7 separate regions of the Mus musculus genome follow, and all the other regions are linked to region 1. The links are chromatin contacts, called in public Hi-C, HiChIP or PLAC-seq, Micro-C and promoter capture Hi-C maps. All regions are on one chromosome and are shown on one strand. The core of a region is the stretch at or near the end of the contact, and the rest is flanking DNA. Distances in the headings are between cores, read along the strand shown.

Region 1 (2,700 bases), core at 126-2,625:
ATACCTCCAGGTGTTACTAAGAACCTGCCCCCTACACACACACACCAACTCGCTCTTGCCTATCAATATCTTGTACACCTAAGAGCATGTCAGGCCCTGAGACAGATCCTGGGGACACTAGAGATTGGGGTCTTCCACCTCCTGCTTTTCCGGGACTCAAAGCCAAGTCAGAAACGGTGTGCCCATCCTTTTTACTAGCATCCTAAGCACACCGGGTACCAGCCACAGGTTTGGATAAGTTGTCCAGCATTGCTCACTAAAGCGTTCCCACGATGGTTCTCTCGCACATCAGGGCTCTTACCTTGGCCTTGACTACATCCAGGCAGAGGTACACTCCGAAAGAGCTGAACCGCGTGGTGCCACTGACGCCTACTAAGTGCAGTGGGTCCTGGTGGAGATCCCAGCTGGAGCTGTTCTAACCCGACCGACCGACGGTGCCAAGCACAGACTTCGGGACAGCCTTGGGCTCCAAATATCAATAGGAAAGGTCCGCCTTGCCGGGACTGAGCACTCTCCCTTCTTTCTCCTCCTCCGAGGCGGCTGCCGAGAGCTGCTCTACGCCAGAAGGACTCTTCCAAGCCCTGGGCGCCTCGCATGGGCAAGGGCCTGGGGGCCGCCCTGGGTTGGATCCGGGAAACCAGCGCCAGGAAGAAACGGGGAGCCGCAGCTCTGCCGGCTTCACCTTCCGCGCCCCTGACCGCTTAACCCCTTCAGGGCAGGGCCTGCCCGCAACCGGCCCGGCCAGGCAAGTACACCGGCAGCCCCAGCCACGGAGAAGAGGCGAGGCAGGAGGCAGGAGGCTGGAGGCAGCTCAGCCGGACCGAGAGACCAGCGTGGCGAACGAGCACTGGGACCGACCGTAGCTGCTTGCGGTGACCCTCCCCCCCACCCCCCGGGCCTGCGCCGCCCGCCCGCGGCTCCGCGAGAAGCGGGCGCTGAAGAGGGCCTCGCCCGGGCCTGGGGCGCGGGACCGGGGGCGCGGGGCCGGGATAGATGCTCCTTGGAAGGTCACGGCCGCCGGGGCGCCGCGAGCGGGACGCAGCCCGATGGGTGCGGGGAGCCCGGGCGGGCAGCCCCCGCCGCCACCTTGGAGACGCGCCGGCTTCCCGGAGCGCTCAGGTTTGGAGCCGCTCGTCCGCTGCAGACGCTGTGGGCAGCCTGGAGCCGCGAACGGACAGGCGCGCGATCCCCGCTTCCCGCGCGGGGCCGGGAGAGAATCGCTGTGCGGGGACCGGCGTGGGAGCGCGCTGGCGGGCGCTGGTGTTGGAGCTCCAGGCTAGTCCAGCCGCCGCCGCGTGCTTAGAGCGTCGGGCTCGTTCGGCAGCTGCAGTGACTGTGTGTCTGTGTCATGTCTGTGCAGCTGGGGGGCGAGGGGGAAGGACCGCGATCCTGGGCTGGGTTCCGAGCGGGGGCGGGACCGGAGCCCGCCTCGGGGCCACGCCTCCTCCCCGTGATCGCATGGACAGCCAATGGGTAGCGCCAGGAATGTGCGTCTCTAGTGCCCGCCCTGCCTAGGCTACGCCTACGACCAAGCGCCTCCCTCCGCTCCTTGGTTCATTGGAACGCAGGCGGATGAAACACCCGGAGCCCGGAGCCCGGGCCGGGTCTCGGGAAAAGGGTGCTAGCTGGAGCTCCCCGCCCTTCTTTCCCGGACTCCGGCTACCCCAGATTTGGATGAAAGAGAGTGAAGAGAGGCGGGTTGAGTTCGCAATTGTTGCTTCCGGTTTGCGAGCAGGGTGGGTCACCGTGCCACTCCTTTTACAAAATAACGGTTTGGGGGGAAGTAGGAAGTTTACCCTGCTTTTCCTTCGGTTGGGAACGCGGCTCTCCCCTAGGTTGACCGGTCATGGGGCAGCCAGAGCTGTGAAGAGGCCCGATTTGAGCGGTTTGACATCATCTTGCTTGGATTCTGGATCCAAGAATCCTGTGCAAGACTCTGGTCCCCCTCACCAGAGGAAACTACATTTTTGTGTCCATATATACACGCATAGATGCACCTCCTTTCTAATTTTACTCTTGCTCAGAGCCCCGCTTTCAACGTCCACTAAAGGGACATCTAAGCCTCCGGATGTTGATGAGGAAGGTGAGGATGCGGAGAGTCCGCCCGGACTGCGGAAGGAGCGGAAAGATTTGGTTATAGTAAAGGGGATGGGATGTCCCTTGGGAGAATACCCTCCCTTGAGGCTGAAGCAGAGCCTGGGTGAGAAAGAGGACCAGAGCGGACGGTCTACTCCCACTGGAAGACGGAGCTCCGAAACTGCGATCCAGCTTCCGGGTTTTTTCCTCAACTAGGTCCCTTGGCTTCTGGGGGCCCCTTCCCCCAGAGTCCCCACCTCCCCCAATCCGTAGGAGCCACTGAATCTCTGTCTTCCCCTGCGCTTATCTCCTCCGGCAGCCCACCCACTGTCTTTTAATGGCTGGGGAGGATGGAGAGAGGTGGGATGCCTTAGAAAGGGCTTCCTATCTCGGGACTCTGAGCTGACTATCTTACCCGAGGTGGAGCATCACTCTAATCTCGCATTCGAAGATCCAGCTCCTCTCTGATCCCATCCCTCATCCCCAGCTCTGGCCTTGATACCTACACCCTTGGACCGTCCTTTGACCTGCTCGACACTCTCGGCTTCCCTGCGTTCTCTAGAAGCCAGGACCCCTTTTACCACCAGCAGGGGCTCTCCCTCAGTTCCCAGCGCTGTTTACCTA
Region 2 (2,700 bases), core at 180-2,679, 150 kb before region 1:
TATATAGAGTGCCAGGCGTGGTGGCACACACCTTTAATCCCAGCACTCAGGAGGCAGAGGCAGGCGGATTTCTGAGTTCGAAGGCCAGCCGGGTCTACAAAGTGAGTTCCAAGACAGCCAGGGCTATACAGAGAAACCCTGTCTCGAAAAACCAAACCAAACCAAACCAAACAAAACAAAAGAATTATATAGAGTAAATCATTAACAGAAAAGTACAAACCATTTACAAGCTAAAGAGTCTCAGTGAAGACCAAGGTTCTGCAGGCAGAGGTGAGATAGACTGAGGCATCAATGGTGAGGCAAGCAGGCACTCAATCAGTGAAGACATCTTTTTGCTGATCAGAATGGCATGCAAAGCCAAGAGGCTGGGATAGGGAGGGGAATCACAATAACCTACCCAAAAGCATATTCACCAGCTAGCCAGAAAACAAGGATAACAGAACACTTGATTTGTCCTCAGTGCCCAGGGTGGGTGGAAGTAAATAAAATAGGCAAATGTCCCAGGATATTCTCATTCAGGAAATGCAGGAACCAGAGATCTAGATGGTCTCCTTATAGGACAGGGCTGCCTCAAATTCTTACCTACGCACAGCAGCAGAAGCCAACTACTGGCTACAAAGGAAGAAGCTTTGTGTGGAGAGGCAAGGACAAGGAGGGCACAGTCCAGCTCTGCATGTGGCCTTCCATTGTCTGGGCTCATACCACTCCTTAACCTCTTCTCATTAGCCACCAGCCCTCCCACAGGGGAACAAACAAAACACTCTGCTATTCCTTCCAGCTACATGATTGGTCTCTCATTTCTACCTGGTTCTTCCGACATGCGACCTGTCCATCCTATTAAAGCAGTACTGCCCATTCTCATGCCTGACCTGGCCTTCACCATGCCACTGGTCCTTCATCTTGCCACCATGGTTTAGATACCACTGTTGTCTTACTATTCAGTATACCATGAATATGTCCATGCCTCACTGGGATGCAGGTGGGCCATGACACCAGAGAAAAGAACTGGTAAGATTGAGTGAGGTCAGACCCTGGAAATCTCATAGACTTGAGATCAGCAGGAGTCTAGCCACTTCCTACCCATTTCTGTACCTCCTCTGGAACATGTAATCATGACATCCCAGTGAGAAGACCATGGCAGTCACTCATATAGGAAAAACACCTGGAGGCCTTCCCTATGCAAATAGAGCACCACAAACATCTCAATCTGAGCCAATAGGAAACACCTGCTCCTAAATCCCACCCTACTCCTCAATGTTATATACAGTCCCTACCCACATGGAATAAAGCCCACAAGTTATTTCACTGAGGCTAGTCTGAGAGTGGCTGTTTGACTGAGCTGTAACACTTGGGGAAGAGTTCTCTCTCCCAAACCATTCATTGCTGGATCTTGGCCTCTCCTGGCTGAGCAGGCTCATGCCCCTGCCACTGGTGTAACTGGCACCATCCTTGTAGGGAAACCTCAGCTACTTGTCCGGCACAGGCTGCCCAAACCTCCTCACCTCTCTTTTGAGAGCTGTGACACTAACTCTTGGCACTATCATCTGGACACTAGTCCCGGGAAGCCTATTTATTCCAGTTCTGCTTTGCCCTCTTGGCAGACAGCAGACAACACTTCATCTTCCTGCATCCGCTAGTAGATAAATTTCATGAGAAATAGGGACACTCTGGGGTGTGAAGTTTCTAGCACCAGGTCCTACAGTGATGCCTGGCTGTGCTTGTTAAATGAATAATCTTGGGAGATCCACCTCATAGTTCTGAAGCTTAGTAGCTGCATCAGAAATGGTTATTCTCCATCCCTAATGGATGGCAAGGAGTGTCCTTCCATATGAACAGGGAAGCCCATATTCAATAGCACATCACTAAATGAGCTCAATGGCACTAACAGGGCCAGCAAAATGCTTCTATCACATCAAGCTCTGACTACCATCACTGGCTGTGCTCCATTCAGGAAATTCAGATTTCTATGAAATGGGGTCAGTAGTGCCCTCTGCAGGAGCCACAGAGCAGAACAGCCATGCTCTAAAGGCCACAGTCTGCAAAGAGAAATCTGGCATTCCCCCAGGACTCTTACCTCTAATTTGTTGACTAGTTGAGGCAGATTTGCTTGGGAGCATGGGTTCAATGGAGCCACTAGATCTGAAATGATGCTGGGACTACGCTCTGTGAGGCATGGAGCTCTCTCGTTTCCTGTCAAGTAGTGAGCAGCACTTTTGGTTTAGGAGGTGGAGATTACAGGTAAGATAGGCTGCACAGCATTTCCAGGGCAGCATGGGGACGAAAACCAGATATGTCGACCCAGTCACAGCCCCAACAGACTTTCTATCATTCTCTAAAGTTCTCACACAGCTGGTCCCTTAATTAGAGTAATTTACTTTTCTCCAAACATGGTCACTTGGCCCACAAATGGCCGAAAGGACATAAATGACAACAGGTACAGTGTCTCAGGTCCTCCCCAACCCTCTTCTTCAAGGGAGTGCTAACAGGGTGTGGAAATATAAATGGGTAGGAATGAATGAAGGAGACAGCAAGCCTAATTCTGCCTTCATTTTTACTAAAGGTTAAAGAACTGGCAGAGACACAGGTGACAACAGTAATGACAAGCTACAACCAGGTCACAAGAAAGCTCATGAGGCAGCAGTTTGGTAAGCACAAAGGCCCAGAGGGGCTATTTACTCACATGCAAAACAAAAGCTAATT
Region 3 (2,700 bases), core at 167-2,666, 220 kb after region 1:
TCATCCACTGCCAGAACACATATCATATACAGTATATGGCAAAGCTCTTTTGGAAATTCCCAATCTTAATAAGTCTGTCCTATTTTGTCAGCAAAAAATTTTAAAACTCTCCTTGAGACTCTCTGAAAATAAAGCTGAGGAGATGACTCAGTGGATAAGAACATTTGCTGTCCAAGCATGACTACTCATGTCAAGTATGAGTTTGAAATCTCAGCCCCAACACAAAAATCCTAGCATGACTGAACACTTGTTACCTAGTGCTGTTACCATGGACACTGGGCTTTTTGGTTGCCAGAAACCCTGTCTCAAGGGATAAGATGGAGAGTGAAGGATCAGTTTACATGATATTCTCTTCTGCCCTTCACAAATTCATAAATTACACACATAAATACACACACACACACACACACACATACACACACACATACATACACACACACATGAAACTAACACAGACTGGCCCCAGTCGGCCTGCCTCAATCTGTGGAAGAAATTGGGGGGTTCTGGTTACAGGTGGGCAAGGAGTTGGCGACTAAAGGGTGACAAACAGACACAAGCACAAGGGAGTGTGGTGTATGAATGCAATTTGTCTCAAAGTGAGCACCAGTATTATAAAAACAGAGGAATGCATACAAAAAGCTAACAGGAATCAACTGGGATAAAATTCAATGTTAACAATTGGAATCAAAAGCAGCCCCTAAGGTCGGCTTAATCTTAGAAGCCAGGGGCAAGAACTTCAGGCCCTTGCCATAGTTCCAATTCTAGTCTATTGTATAGTCCACCTCCCCACTAGGCCATTGTAAATTCCTGTGTATGGGTGTAACTCAGCTATCTATAGTTCTAAGTATTTACTCTAGTTCCTTTTTAGAACACAACCTTCCTTCTTCCTAGATAATTCTTCTTCTTTGTAAATTCTTGCATATGGGAGTAGCTCGGCTATTATTCTAAGTGATTGTGTGTGGGGGGGCTTTCTACTAATAAGTAATGTAGTCTGCCATACATAACTATAATGATTCTAAGTATACTTTGCTAAGCTTACCCTGAGATTTCTAACTCTTTTTTTTTTTTGAGATTTCTAACTCTTATCCAGTAAAATACTGTAAGAAAGCATGCAAGACTGTCCACACTATTACAGGGACAAATCTGGGGCATTCTAGCTATGAGAATGCCAAATTTCCAGGAGACTACGTTTCCATGAACTTTTTGCCTCAGGACTGAGTCCAGGTTTTTGGGGCCTGTCACAAGTGTCACTACTGGAGTGGACGTAGCAAGAAACATCTATACACACATGCACATATATACACATGCACACACACACACACACTAACACAACCAGTCTCTAGATTTTCTCTTCTAGACCCCATGGTACCAAGTTCAGATATTGGTTTAAGAATGTGACCATTGTTTTTCTTCATGCCTCAGAGGATGAATCAGCTATACTCCATAAGAAAACAAACCTGCACGTCCTACATGCAGCATCCTTTAAGGGGACTCTGTTTGGAGAAGAGGATCTTCTTTCCTATATTTGTCTACCTCCATTACTCTTGAAACACACTATGGTTGTCTATACATAAAATTAAAACCAAAATTAAGAGGAAGCAATAGTTTACCACAATGTGTCCCAGTTGTCTCTTTTGATAGCAAGGCTGTTTATCTTCCACTCACTATTGAGCCTGCAGAAGTCTTATTGTTTTCTCCTCTTTTCACAGAAAGCAAGCATCCTAAGGAGACCAATAATCTCCTGCAAAACATTTTCCCACTCTATTGTTAACTTTTGATTACTGTCCTCTCCCTCTAGAATGACTGTTCTTTCAGACCAGGAAGCCTTATTAATTCTGGGTCAGAATTCAATGAAAGGTCTCTCAACTTATAACTTTTCAACTCATTTTACAGAACGAATGAGCCCTTTCTACTGTCACTGAAGGAACTCTGGTCTTCTCAGAAGTGTTTGCTGCTGCCCACTCCCCACCTTTGCTGAATTCTCACATATTCTGACTCTAGAATAGAGTTTTCTTTACTCTAACCTACAAGGAGTATCTTGAATCTTACTGCATTTTACACTGAACCATAATAAATTAAATAAATGAGTCACAGTGGGTGTCTAAGCTTTTTCTATATTCTTATTTCAAGACAGGCATGTCAGAATAAGTTTAAGTTCTCAGAAGCTCCTGGACTCTAAGGTATGAAGTAAGTTGAACTCTATCTTACTTATATCCACGACTAATAAAACACTTACTGCTAATAAATACAAAATAGGTTTCTTTTGTATTTGATCTCAAATTATTTTTTAAAAATAATTAGTGTAAAGATTTACATGTAGCTGGGCATGATGGCGCACGCCTTTAATCCCAGCACTCGGGAGGCAGAGGCAGGTGGATTTCTGAGTTTGAGGCCAGCCTGGTCTACAAAGTGAGTTCCAGGACAGCCAGGGCTATACAGAGAAACCCTGTCTTGAACCCCTGCCCCCCGCCAAACAAAAAAAGATTTACATGTAATTTCAACTAAGAAATATGTTTGAAAGTCAGGTATCTTAGTTTTTTTGAAAGAAGCAATAAAGATATTACAAGATGACTGACTAAGGTGAGAGTTGGTTTGTTACCTGTAAGAGTGTGTGATAGATTGATTAGGAAGATGGTATCAATCTTCTATGCCTTCAAGTACCATTGGTTTGTTGCAATGCAGTTTTTTTTTTCCAGAGAT
Region 4 (2,834 bases), core at 253-2,752, 230 kb before region 1:
ACAGCGCAAGTATGAAAAGGTGAACTTTATTCTAGAACCTCTAAGATGGATTCAGACTTGGAAAGGTTTGGCCTTTCCTGATATGCCAGGACTATGATGGATTCTGTACATATAAAAGGAAAAGAAAATTAGATCAGGTTGGCCATTGGGGCTCTGATGGCAGTAAACACAGTGTCTGCATCGCATCCCAGGGTAGCTACTGTATGGAGGGGAAATGTATGCAGGGAGATGTCAGAAAGGAAAAGAAGAAGGACTGTTATGGCCAGACGGAAGCTATATGTCTCCTGCAACATATATCACCTGGGACCCCCTCAGGTCTACCAGGCATTTGTGGCACAGCATGTCCATCTCCAAAAACATAAAGAAGAAGCTGCTCTGGGCTTTGTCTATGAAAAGAGAAAAATGGGGACATTTTTCTCCACTTCCTCAATTCTTTAATTTCTCATAAGTGAAGGCAGGTAAAAGTGAATGATTGGGCACATCACATGGAACCTCATATCTTAGCAACTGCCTCTACAAAATGAGGGTTCAAATTCTTTTTTTTTTTTTTTCTTTTCGGCTTTTTCGAGACAGTGTTTCTCTCTATAGCCCTGGTTGTCCTGGAACTCACTTTGTGGACCATGCTGACCCCGAACTCAGAAATCTGCCTGCCTCAGCCTCCCAAGTACTGGGATTAAAGGCATACGCCACCACCGCCTGGCTTGAGGGTTCAAATTCTTATACACAGATTTTCCCTAACTTGCTGTTTTCCAAATTTAATTTAAATTTTTTTTTTTTAAGTAACATACTAGGGAGGTAAGTAAGTCAGTGAACCAAGGTACCAGGGTTCAGCCAGCCAATGCCTTAGAGAGGGGTGGAACAAAAGCCATGCCTTAAGATAGAACCTGCCTCAAAAAATACCTGTATGGGTAACAAAATGAAAAACAATTGCTACTGATGTTACTGGAAAAAAAAACCAAACCAAACAAACAAAAAATCACATGAACTTTTGGCCACCTTTCTCCTCTGGGAGTCTTTCATCATAGGTGGATTACTTGGTCTAAATATTAAACCCTGATATCACACACAAAATTGTTTTGAATCTAAAATATAGGAAGACATGCCTCCCACTTCAGGTGGCCAATTCTTTAGAGGCTTGATGAAGTGAAATAGAGTTAGAGGGCCCCCCCCCCCGCCCCCCGCCCAAGAGCCTGGTAGAAGACCAGAAATGATTCATCTTGCAGGAGTATCTCCACATGACCTCCAACACTCATACTTGTGAGGCCCAGTAAAACACGAGGAGGGAAGGAATGTAAACAGCTCCAGCTTTCTCATTTCCTTCGTGCCCAGCCCATATTACTGGCTGCTTCAAAACTGATGTTCTCACGTTCTGAAAGCAGCCATACTGCATGGAAAACATTAAAAATAAGGCTGAACTTCACAGGAGATCAAAGTTGTCTGAGCAATACTTAGATGAGCAATACATTCAGCCTATGAATGTCTGGGACATGTGGACTCTCTGCCCAACACTGATTCATGCTGGTTGTTCTGTACTCCAAGGTATTTATATGAGTGTACTGACCCAGAAGAAGTCTATACATGTTAACCAGGAAATGTGACAGATAATGACTGTTGGCTTTCAACCTGCCAGACTCTTTTGTAGGTGCTAAGGCAGTAATAAAAGAACAAAGAGACCAACTATCTATCCTGACACCATTAGCTTATATTCTAGTGCAGGGAAAATACAGAAAATCACCTAGCAAAAATGCTATGCATTCATATGCCACACCTGCAAAATCTACATAGAGCAGCAGATAGGGTATAGCCTAAATAAAAAAGTGCACCTGGACTAAACAAGTCCATTTTTCTTGTTATTATTTTCAGAATATCACAATGTCACAAATATTTCCATAAAACTTAGCTTATGGTGGCATTGCATACTATCTTCAGATGGTATTAAAGCATAGACTACATTGTCTATAGACTATAAGCAACCATGGCATTTTCTATGAGACTTGTTCATCTGCAGATTATGAGATGTGCATATAGAGTCTGAGGAAGGACTAGGCACACTAAATAATAGAATGAGAAGCTGATAATATTAAAAAAATTAATTTAGAAAGGCAAAAAATAAGCATATGGAGAGTTCAACATTTTAAAAGCAAAGTAGCCAGCAAAACTGAATCTAAAAAATTAACTGCAGAGATCAACCCTTTTTTTTTTTTTTGACTCAGGAAAAAGCACTGAAGGCAGAAAGGACGGAACCTGAACTACAGGGGCATGATGCCTGGAAGGACAAGACAGGCTTCCTAGAAGAGAGGTACACTGGAGGAAGACTGAGGAAAATGAGCAGATGCAGCTTAGACCCTTTAAACCTCAGAAGAGTTAGGAGAGAACCTGGCTTTTCCCTGGAGAAGAAACCAGAAGAAACATCCTTTCAATGTTCAGTGCAATAAGTTCAGAGGATGCAGGCTCCCCCTAGCAGTAAGGTTTGCTACGTGTAGTGGGAATATGGAGAAGCTAGAGCACATATGCTCACTGCTGGTGAGGATGTAAAGTGGTAGAGCTGCTGTGGAAAAACTCTAGAGCAGACCATTGAAAAAGTAAAATAGAATGAGCATTTCTTTAGGGGCTTCTCAGACATTAGATATTCCTCAGTGGAAAATTCTTTGTTTACATCTGTAGCCCATTTTTAAAATAGGGTTATTTGGTTCTCTGGATTCTTAACTTCTTGAGTTCTTTGTATATATTGGATATTAGCCTTATATCAGATGTAGGATTTGTAAAGATGTTTTTCCAATCTGTTGATAGCCTTTTTGTCTTACTGACAGTGTCCTTTGCCTTACAAAAGCTTT
Region 5 (3,025 bases), core at 110-2,609, 250 kb before region 1:
AGGATCCAGGTGTTCATGACCAGCCTCTACTTCTCTACTCTCTCCCTCTCTGCCTCTTCTACCATCTTAATTCTATCCCCCTCCCCATTCCCTGAATAAACTCTATTCTATACTATAACACCCTGTTTCTGGTCCCTCAGAGGGAAAGGATGCCTTGGCATGGGCCTGCTAAGACATCCTCTTCCCCCATACCTTATCACACACATTCCATAGAAGATATTCTCTCTCTTTATCTTTTTATAAACACATCATCAAGATTATAGTTTTGCCTTGTCTAAATACTTCATTTGAAGTGGTGGTGTATTTCTTTGTGACTCCAAACTTATTTCTTACAGAAGGAAGAGTAACTCTGCTTCTATGGACAGAAATTGTATAAGTTATGTGAACTCCATACAGGTTCAGGTCTTCAGGTACTAAAAATGCTCAGTCTCAAGAAAGGTACTTCAATGTCAATCTAGCTGCTACGGTAACTGGGGCAGGACAGCAAGAAGGTTTTACTTCCCTGCTGTCAGGAGTTCTTAATCATTTTTCCTTAATAAATGTACATTTGTTCTGCTCAGCCTTGGCTTGCTTCCCATTATATCCTTATACATCTTAGGCATGAGAAAATAAACTCTGACAACACTGGCTTAGGGTACCTATGGTGAAAACTGTCTGATCTTCAGACATCCCAGATCCACAAGTTGAGTTCTTAAATAGTCAAGAAAGTCTATGCTATTCTCAAAAATCACACACATCACTCGGATTTGGCATCTAAAGAAGAGAAGAGAGCATGGATAAACAAGACTTCATTGAATCAAAACAAACAAAAAACAAAACAAGACAAAAACTGGTTGTCCCTGCTCACTACAATGTGGAAGGTACAGAAGTCCACTTGCAGATACAAAGGAAGGTTCCTTCAAGAGCCTGATTATCCTAGCACCCTCATCTCAGCACCCTAAGGCCCAGGATCACATGGAATAATTATGTGCTGCTGAAGCTGAAAAAAGGAAAGAAGGAAGGAAAATAAATAGAACTTTTGTGCTTGGGAGGACATAAAGTGAAAAACATTACTCAAGAGTAGGAGAAAAATATCTGCTAGTGAGTAACTGATGAGGGATTTGTGAGGATGATAAAGATCATTTACAACACAAACAAAAAAAGACAAGTAAGCCAATTAAAAGTCCCGGAGAGGCTCTGAATAGCCATTTTTTCAAGAGAGATTTACAAATGGTCAATAAGCACATGAAAAGACACTCAATCCCATTAATCCCCAAAGAAATGCAAAATGTAAAAGCACAATGAGATAGCTCTACATACTCATTAACATGCTTAAAATAACACTAACAACAGCTTGGTTGGGGAGGATTCTGAGCCAGAAACCATTATTGATGAAATTTAGAAATTTAGAGTCTGCACAGGTGAGAGTGAGGACTGCAGAAGTGACACAGCTTCTGGGACAGACCCCTTTTCAGGCTCCAGACATCTGGGCACCTTCCCCTTCAGAGGAGAGGTGTCCCACTGGTAGGGCTCTGATCTCCAGAGCAGGTGAGAGAGACATCTTGTGTCCCTGGTCACTCGGAGACCAGTCTGTGAAGGTGAACATTCAGACTGCAGAGGCAACACATCTTCTGGGACAGGCCCTGTTTCGGGCCTTTATCTTCAGCCAGGAGGCCGGTCTGAATGCCAGACCTTTGTGCACCTTCCCTGAAAGAGGAGACCTTGCCTGCAGAAAGTACTCTGACCACTGAGACTCAGGAGAGAGCTGGACTCCCAGGATTGCTGACAGAGTCTAACAGAATCACAAGAGGAACAAGCTCCAACCAGAGACAACTATAACAACATATGCCAGAGATGACCAGATGGAGAAAGGCAAACATAAGAATCTTACTAACAGAAACCAAGACCACTCACCATCATCAGAACCCAGCACTCCCACCTCAGCCAGTGCTGGATACCCCAACACACCAGAAAAGGAAGACTCGGATTTAAAATCATATCTCATGATGCTGGTAGAGGACTTTAAGAAGGGCATTAATAACTCACTTAAAGAAATACAGGAGAACACTGCTAAAGAGGTAGAAGTACTTAAAGAGGAAACATAAAAATCCCTTAAAGAGCTACAGGAAATCACAACAAAACAGGTGATGGAATTGAACAAAACCATCCAAGACCTGAAAAGGGAAGTAGAAACAATAAAGAAAACCCAAGTGAGAGATAGAAATCGTAGGAAAGATATCAGGAATCATAGATGCCAGCATCAACAACAGAATAGAAGAGATTAAAGAGAGAATCTCAGGTACAGAAGATTCCATAGAGAACATGGGCACAACAATAAAAGAAAATGCAAAATGCAAAAAGATCTTAACTCAAAACATCCAGGAAATCCAGTACACAATGAAAAGAGCAAACCCATGGATAGTAGGAATAGATGAGAATAAAGATTTTTACCTTAAAGGGCCAGCAAAAATCTAAAACAAAATTATAGAAGAAAACTTCCCAAACCTGAAGATAGAGATGCCCATGAACATACAAGAAGCCTACAGAACTCCAAATAGACTGGACTAGAAGAGAAATTCCTCCCGACACATAATAACCAGAACAACAAATGTACTAAATAAAGATAGAATATTACAAACAGTAAGAGAAAAAGGTCAAGTAACATATAAAGGCAGGCTTATTAGAATTAAACCAGACTTCTCACCAGAGATTATGAAAGCCAGAAGATCCTGGATAGATGTTATGCAGACCCTAGGAGAAAACAAATGGCAGCCCAGGCTACTATACCCAGCAAAACTCTCAATTACCATAGATGGAGAAACAAACGTATTCCATGACAAAACCAAATTCACACAATATCTTTCCATGAATCCAGCCCTTCAAAGGATATAAAAGGGAAAATAACAACACAAGGACGGAAACAACACCCTAGAAAAAGCAAGAAAGTAATCCTTAAACAAAGCTAAAAGAAGACAGCCACAAGAATAGAATCCCAACTTTAACAACAAAAATAACAGGAAGCAACAATTATTTTTCTTTAATTTCT
Region 6 (2,810 bases), core at 195-2,694, 210 kb before region 1:
CTAAATGTTCCCAATGACCATCTAACCCTGATTCAGTTACCTGCCATGCACAGACAGATGACATTCAACCATAGTCATCAGGTCATATCATATTCTCCATAGTTCCTTTCCATCAAACATAAAGCTAGACCCAAGAGCTTTACAGTGACTCATAAGCAGTTACCTGGTTCCAGCTATCATTCTGACCTCAATGTAGTCCTGTGTGCATTTTGTGTCTGCTGTATGGGCTTTCTGGATGCTTTCTACCAATGCTTACCTAGGGGCTGCTGGCTGTAACCTTTTCAGTAAGAATTTATTTGAACCCCACTCTTCAGAGAAGCATCTGGCAACACACTTTTGGAGCACTGACCATGCCCATGCCCATACAGAAGCCCTGAGTGCATTCTCCATGCCCACATTCACATCCACACTGAAGCCCTGGGTCCTTCTCTCCCACCTGGCACATCTTCCACTACAAGCATCACTATGCTTGCTCTCCAATAAGAATGTTTCTGTCCCCTTCTCCTTTGCTTCTCTGGACCTTCGGAGGATAAATTCAAAAGTATCAGGGTTTACTGAGGTCCTATTTCATCCACCATGCTATCTCCATGACCTAGAAACAACCATATACTAGGCAACAGGCTTCAACATCAAAAATAAAGAATGTATGTGAATGGAAATAATTATTACAACTGTCCACTTACTAGAATCAGTGGACATGAGGATAGGCATTGCAGTTCTCTTACTGACTGTCCACTCTGCCCAGATAAATCTAACACATAACCCAATTTAACGTCTCAATTCTGTAGCAAGTCGTATTGCTCATATATTGAGAAGGAAACAGAAGCCTGCTGAGCTTAGTTAACCTGCCAAGAGTAAGTCTTTCTATATTTCATCCCACATTCTGCCTCTAGATAGCTTTTATCAGAAATAAAGGCTGCACTTCCCAGTAACAAGGTGGGAACATGTCTCACTAAACATATGACGGAGATCTGAGGAAGGATAGTTTCACTAAGAATCAGAAAAGTGAAGAAATTCCTATAAAATGACAAACATGGAGGGCTTTAAATGAGAGTTTTTCTAACTCCACCCAGGTTCAGCAACAACAAGGGAGGGTGACAGAGAGAGTCGACTATGAGACACCCCAGATGGTGAGCACAGTGGCAGAAGACGGAAAAGAGAAGCTAAAAGGATGCCTGGGTTTTGAAATCCTAACCAGGCCATCCTGAGCATTCCATGAACTTTCAATTGGAAGCTGTGGCAGCCTGGGCAAAGCAACTTCAGGAAGAGGAAGAGGCCATTACTTGTAGAGCTATAAGCAATGTTGGTGCTGCAAACAGAGCTGGGTTCCCTCTGCCCATCCAGCCTCTAACACAGAAAAGAGAAGGCTGAACAGGGGCAGAATGAGCTCAGGATACTAAAGGGTTCATGGAGGCTCAGCTGCCAGATTCAGGCCAGGCAGAAGTGAATGGGGAAAATCAGAGCTCAAGGTCTGCAATCACCAGAGTATTCAGAAGCTTATCTGAGGCAGCAGGCTCCAAGGGAACCCACAAATGGTTAAACTCACAGATTCCTCCCTGATGAGTGGCTTCAGCTGCTTCAGCTGCTCATCAATAGAATCTCCAGCTGATAATTATTAAGTGAAACTAGAGGCTTATATTTGCATATGTAAAGCACACTTCCCACAGAAGCCACAATGGGAGAGAGAATGTGCTTCCTGATTGTACAGCACGAGGAGGAGGATGTTGGGTGGGGATCCAGCCTGTTCTGCATGTGTTGCTCCATGCTAATCAAGCCAGATATTCAACAAAAATAAATCCTACATCCCAAAATATACTTTTTTATCAAAATCCAGAGTTCACATAAGAGACCTCTCTCTAGAGATTTGAAGAGGATGTGTTTTACAATGAGTAGCTATGAGGGTGGTCATTACCAGGCTGGGTGCATACTCATGCACACATACCCCACACACCCAGTCCCCTATACTCCTGGGCTGACTCAGTGTATCATGGGACAGGGCTGAATTCCTCAAGACAGCTTCCATCCCTGCCACTGGTTCCTGAGGCTTTTAATCTCTGCCTTGTCCATGGAGATGCTTTAGCACTGAAGAATAAGTTGACTGGAAATGCCAGCAGCACCTTGTCCCTCAGACCTAATGGCTCACCTCTGTTACTTTTACCTTAGTTTATGAGGAGGAACATCTTTGAAGAGCATGGCTCTCCTCTAGAGAAGTATACTGCAGCAGAAGATGCCAACATACCCAAAAGATAAAGAGGACACTATCCTCTAACTTGACCTGAAAAATTGGGAACTTCAAATTATTAGTGTCAGTTGAAGGTTCTAAAAGTTCAGAGAGTAGTAAGAAAGCCACAAGAACAAGAATGGGTACCTAAAATTATACTCATGATAGTCTAAAGAAATAGACAAGCAGGACAAATAAAAATAAAAGTATCAACCATGGTTCTCTTTGTCCTTGATTGAGTTTGTGACCCCCATGATAATCTGCCATCTTTTTCTAAAAAATGGAGAAAAGAACTCTTTAGGAGTCATCGTACATGAGTCATAAATTTACTTTATAACATGGAAATATCTAATCATGCATCAATTTTCCAATCTTCTGCTATGGGGCAGAAGACTTCTCTATCAGGATATGCCAAAGGCCCGAAATTCCACACGGTTCTTTTTATATAACACACAAAGAAACTGCCAAACACAGGTAGCTTGGGTTTCTTAAGGCACAGTTTAAATGTAAAAGACTTTTTTTTCATTTTTAAAAAAATTTGGATATTTTATTTATTTACATTTCAAATGTTATCCCCTTTCCCAGTTCA
Region 7 (2,700 bases), core at 94-2,593, 190 kb before region 1:
AGGTACTGGAAACCAAACTTGAATGAATACTCTTAACCACTGAGCAGCCTATACAGACACTCAGGAAGACCTCTGTTGTAAAATCTATACAGATAAGTTCTTATCTTCACTCCCAGAGACTGGGTATAAGCAGCCTACCCAGTCTGGAGTATATACCACTCCACACAATGAAAACTTTTAGAGAAGTCATAAACAATCTCAACCATGGCTCTGTACTCTGGGTTCCCACTTATAGACTTCAGGCTTTTGGAAAGAGTGATGTGTTCCTGTGAGTGTGAAAGAACATAGCTCGTCCCTGGGATTAGCAGGAACAATCCTGACTTTATCTCCCTGAGACACAACTCAGAAGATGAATAATTACTTCAGTTCAGATGGCTTCTCAAAATACCCACTGTCATATGCTGGAAGGAGGGGGCGGGGAGGAGAGATATGCTGGTCATTAGAAATGTCATCTGCCTGTTCTGCAGAAATTAAATCAAAGCATCCTTTAGATGAAGTGTGACAATCATGCAGTTGAAACCCAGAATATCAATGTTACCAATACTGTCAGCAACCACCCACTCAGTTATCAGCTAGAGGACGCTATGAAGACACATGTAGATTTCTTAATTTCACCACTGTTTTTCTTGTTAATTTAAAAATATCACAGTTTTAATTACACTCAATTTAATGAACTATATTTGCCAGCTTCATAATTTATATTGCTGAAAAAGCACTTACATTTCAAATGGTATACTTTGTTCTCATACATCCTTAAGGTGAATTTGTATCTAAAACTGTCAGAGTGGTGGGGGTGCCGAGAGTGCTAGAGACCCTTCCCCTAAGACACTCAGAGGCCCAGCTTCCACTAGATAAGCATCTAAGTGGTGGAGAGATGAAAGTGAAAGTGAAGCAGAATATTGTGTGCACAGTGAAGAGAGGCAGTAGCAGCAGCTGCAGCAGAAGGGGAAGAAGAGGAGGAAGAGAAGGAGGAGAAACTCAAGGGGGTAATGAATAGCCTGAAGAATGAAGGGCCTGAGTGTGGGGGGAAAGGGACATCTCTACCATGCTCTGCCCCACTCACCACTCTTTGACAGTTTTAGATACAAATCTATCTTGAGGATAATGTGAGTAGCCTGTGATCCATTTGAGGCCATGGTAAATCTTTGTTCCATGCTGCTCTGGAGGGTCATCCTTAAGTCCATGGCCCTGCAGGGGTCTGTGTTGATATCTGTGGCTCATGTAAACAATAGCTGTTCTAGACTGCCACCTGAGGCCATGTTGATGTGCCAGGGTTCTGCAGAGCTGGCACCACCCTTAGCTTAGTCAGTGTGGGAGAGCTGGCGCTAAGGCATGAGGGTGGGTAAACTGGCCCCGCCTCTCCCTAGCTGTATCACTCCTGAAAGCAGGCCCTGCCCTACACCTTGCCTGAGCACCACGGTAGAAAAGGCCCTAGTGGTGTGGGAAAGCCAGCTCCAAGGGCATTAGAGCACAGGGGTATAGGCTGGGGATGTAGGGGAATGAGGAGAGGTAGGGAGAGGTTTGCTGCCTATTGTACTCAAGTAAGCTGACATGCCTCTTCCTGGGGCAGTGCTGGAGAGCTGGTGCAGCTGATATGAATGCTAGAGAGTTTCCTGGCAGAGCAGTCAGGCTGACCAACTCAGCTACCACTCAGGCCCAAATCCAGGGTTTTGAGTTTGGCCACCCAAACATCTACCCCAACTTTGAACTGGTCCTCCAGAACCAAAGCTTCAAGAGTTCTATTACACAAAGCAACCAACAGAATGTCGAGAGGAGTCCCAGTGAGGACCCAATACTGATAGTATTGCAGAAGCTAGAGGCCTGTAGCCAAACTAATGACTCAATGCAATGAACATTTGCAAGTAAAGCTGTTTGGGCAAAAGGGTATACTCTGAGACACACAGTAACACATGTAGCTTCCTTGGTGAGATGTTGTTGTTGCTGCTGCTATTATTGTGTTTGTTTGTTTGTGTTTGTGTTTGTTTGTTTTCTTGGGGGTGCAAGGGCAGATATAGAGGCACTGGGGGATGAGTGGGATTGTGGTACATATGAAATTTACAAAAACTCAATAAAAAAATTAAACACACACAAATACTGTCAAAGAGCTATGGAAAACATCTAAATATTAAACAAGTTGTCAAAACTTCCCCTCCCCCAAACTCCTCATAAGGAATAAAGTGATTGGGTCATTAACTATTTGTGTGGGAAGCCATTAAAGCAGAAGTTGAAATCTTAATTCATACCCTCAGTTCTCAGAAGTCAGAGGTTCATGGCAAGATTACCAGAGTCTGGATGGTATATCTGCTGTTTGTCAGCCTTGTGCTTTCAGGCTTGATAAAAGCTTTAGGCCTCACCTCCCTTCTGTTAAATGGGAATGATATCAGTACCTCTTCTAACAGGTTATGGGTGATGACTAATCCAGACAGCATGTATAAACCCTTTAGAATAGTGTCAAGAATACTTAAACATTTTTTAGAATAAGCACTTCCAACATTGATATTGTACAATAATACAAATGTCAATATTTCACTAAATATGAGCATAATTTGGCTAAACAGATCACCCACACATTTCTTTGACAAGGCTACCTCTCAAATGCTTATGGTAAATGCTTATGGGGTTTGTTGTGCTTGCTAATTTGAAATTTGCACTTTAGTAGTAACTCTTTCAGATGTAACACACTTTTATTAGTGTATGCTA

Evidence for each region. Promoter capture Hi-C pulls out the DNA fragments that hold promoters and counts their contacts. Hi-C and Micro-C count contacts between places; a contact is called where the count stands out from the background. HiChIP or PLAC-seq counts read pairs in DNA pulled down with a chosen protein or histone mark.
Region 2: a Hi-C map of the N1E-115 cell line shows a contact between it and region 1, with 3 times the contacts expected there. The contact joins the enhancer-like site here to the promoter of Large1 in region 1. A contact is called at or near these places in 1 of 484 Hi-C or Micro-C datasets (the N1E-115 cell line), 11 of 115 datasets of contacts at active chromatin or transcription factors (the NIH/3T3 cell line, bone marrow-derived macrophages, cardiomyocytes and 6 more) and 2 of 9 other capture datasets (liver and pancreatic islet).
Region 3: an H3K27ac HiChIP or PLAC-seq map of extraembryonic endoderm stem cells shows a contact between it and region 1. The contact joins the enhancer-like site here to the promoter of Large1 in region 1. A contact is called at or near these places in 2 of 39 promoter capture datasets (stem cell-derived epiblast-like cells and trophoblast stem cells), 1 of 484 Hi-C or Micro-C datasets (cortical neurons) and 3 of 115 datasets of contacts at active chromatin or transcription factors (bone marrow-derived macrophages, embryonic stem cells and extraembryonic endoderm stem cells).
Region 4: a Micro-C map of embryonic fibroblasts shows a contact between it and region 1, with 3 times the contacts expected there. The contact joins the enhancer-like site here to the promoter of Large1 in region 1. A contact is called at or near these places in 2 of 39 promoter capture datasets (the 3T3-L1 cell line and hippocampal neurons), 4 of 484 Hi-C or Micro-C datasets (cortical neurons, embryonic fibroblasts and pancreatic cancer cells), 6 of 115 datasets of contacts at active chromatin or transcription factors (bone marrow-derived macrophages, cardiomyocytes, embryonic forebrain and 3 more) and 1 of 9 other capture datasets (embryonic stem cells).
Region 5: a contact with region 1 is called in an H3K27ac HiChIP or PLAC-seq map of embryonic stem cells, with 4 times the contacts expected there. The contact joins the enhancer-like site here to the promoter of Large1 in region 1. A contact is called at or near these places in 1 of 39 promoter capture datasets (hippocampal neurons), 3 of 484 Hi-C or Micro-C datasets (cortical neurons, myocytes and pancreatic cancer cells), 10 of 115 datasets of contacts at active chromatin or transcription factors (bone marrow-derived macrophages, embryonic stem cells, forebrain and 2 more) and 4 of 9 other capture datasets (adipose tissue, embryonic stem cells, liver and 1 more).
Region 6: a contact with region 1 is called in a Hi-C map of cortical neurons, with 2.7 times the contacts expected there. The contact joins the enhancer-like site here to the promoter of Large1 in region 1. A contact is called at or near these places in 3 of 39 promoter capture datasets (the 3T3-L1 cell line and hippocampal neurons), 2 of 484 Hi-C or Micro-C datasets (both in cortical neurons) and 5 of 115 datasets of contacts at active chromatin or transcription factors (bone marrow-derived macrophages, cardiomyocytes, embryonic forebrain and 2 more).
Region 7: a contact with region 1 is called in a promoter capture Hi-C map of hippocampal neurons, with 2.6 times the contacts expected there. The contact joins the enhancer-like site here to the promoter of Large1 in region 1. A contact is called at or near these places in 1 of 39 promoter capture datasets (hippocampal neurons), 3 of 484 Hi-C or Micro-C datasets (cortical neurons and rod photoreceptor), 3 of 115 datasets of contacts at active chromatin or transcription factors (bone marrow-derived macrophages and stem cell-derived epiblast-like cells) and 1 of 9 other capture datasets (adipose tissue).

What each region holds. Positions count from the first base shown.
Region 1 is chr8:73,352,165-73,354,864 of GRCm38.p6, forward strand. It overlaps Large1 (LARGE xylosyl- and glucuronyltransferase 1), which reads right to left and starts at 1,376. Exons shown (of 15, transcript NM_010687.2): 1 at 302-1,376.
Region 2 is chr8:73,200,037-73,202,736 of GRCm38.p6, forward strand. All of the region lies in intron 2 of Large1 (LARGE xylosyl- and glucuronyltransferase 1), which reads right to left. Among named protein-coding and RNA genes, the nearest start is that of Large1, 150 kb to the right of the region's middle. Within about 2 kb of position 1,430, at least 9 of the 459 cell types and tissues checked have an H3K27ac peak or open chromatin away from gene starts, as enhancers often do. A contact at or near this core is called in the N1E-115 cell line, where this site is marked.
Region 3 is chr8:73,570,570-73,573,269 of GRCm38.p6, forward strand. No RefSeq gene overlaps it. Among named protein-coding and RNA genes, the nearest start is that of Large1, 220 kb to the left of the region's middle. Within about 2 kb of position 1,417, at least 14 of the 459 cell types and tissues checked have an H3K27ac peak or open chromatin away from gene starts, as enhancers often do. A contact at or near this core is called in extraembryonic endoderm stem cells, where this site is marked.
Region 4 is chr8:73,122,784-73,125,617 of GRCm38.p6, forward strand. All of the region lies in intron 3 of Large1 (LARGE xylosyl- and glucuronyltransferase 1), which reads right to left. Among named protein-coding and RNA genes, the nearest start is that of Mir28b, 110 kb to the left of the region's middle. Within about 2 kb of position 1,503, at least 35 of the 459 cell types and tissues checked have an H3K27ac peak or open chromatin away from gene starts, as enhancers often do. A contact at or near this core is called in embryonic fibroblasts and pancreatic cancer cells, where this site is marked.
Region 5 is chr8:73,103,057-73,106,081 of GRCm38.p6, forward strand. The region is part of intron 4 of Large1 (LARGE xylosyl- and glucuronyltransferase 1); the gene reads right to left. Among named protein-coding and RNA genes, the nearest start is that of Mir28b, 88 kb to the left of the region's middle. Within about 2 kb of position 1,360, at least 10 of the 459 cell types and tissues checked have an H3K27ac peak or open chromatin away from gene starts, as enhancers often do. A contact at or near this core is called in cortical neurons and embryonic stem cells, where this site is marked.
Region 6 is chr8:73,141,262-73,144,071 of GRCm38.p6, forward strand. All of the region lies in intron 2 of Large1 (LARGE xylosyl- and glucuronyltransferase 1), which reads right to left. Among named protein-coding and RNA genes, the nearest start is that of Mir28b, 130 kb to the left of the region's middle. Within about 2 kb of position 1,445, at least 27 of the 459 cell types and tissues checked have an H3K27ac peak or open chromatin away from gene starts, as enhancers often do. A contact at or near this core is called in cortical neurons and forebrain, where this site is marked.
Region 7 is chr8:73,160,843-73,163,542 of GRCm38.p6, forward strand. All of the region lies in intron 2 of Large1 (LARGE xylosyl- and glucuronyltransferase 1), which reads right to left. Among named protein-coding and RNA genes, the nearest start is that of Mir28b, 150 kb to the left of the region's middle. Within about 2 kb of position 1,344, at least 54 of the 459 cell types and tissues checked have an H3K27ac peak or open chromatin away from gene starts, as enhancers often do. A contact at or near this core is called in adipose tissue, cortical neurons, hippocampal neurons and 1 more, where this site is marked.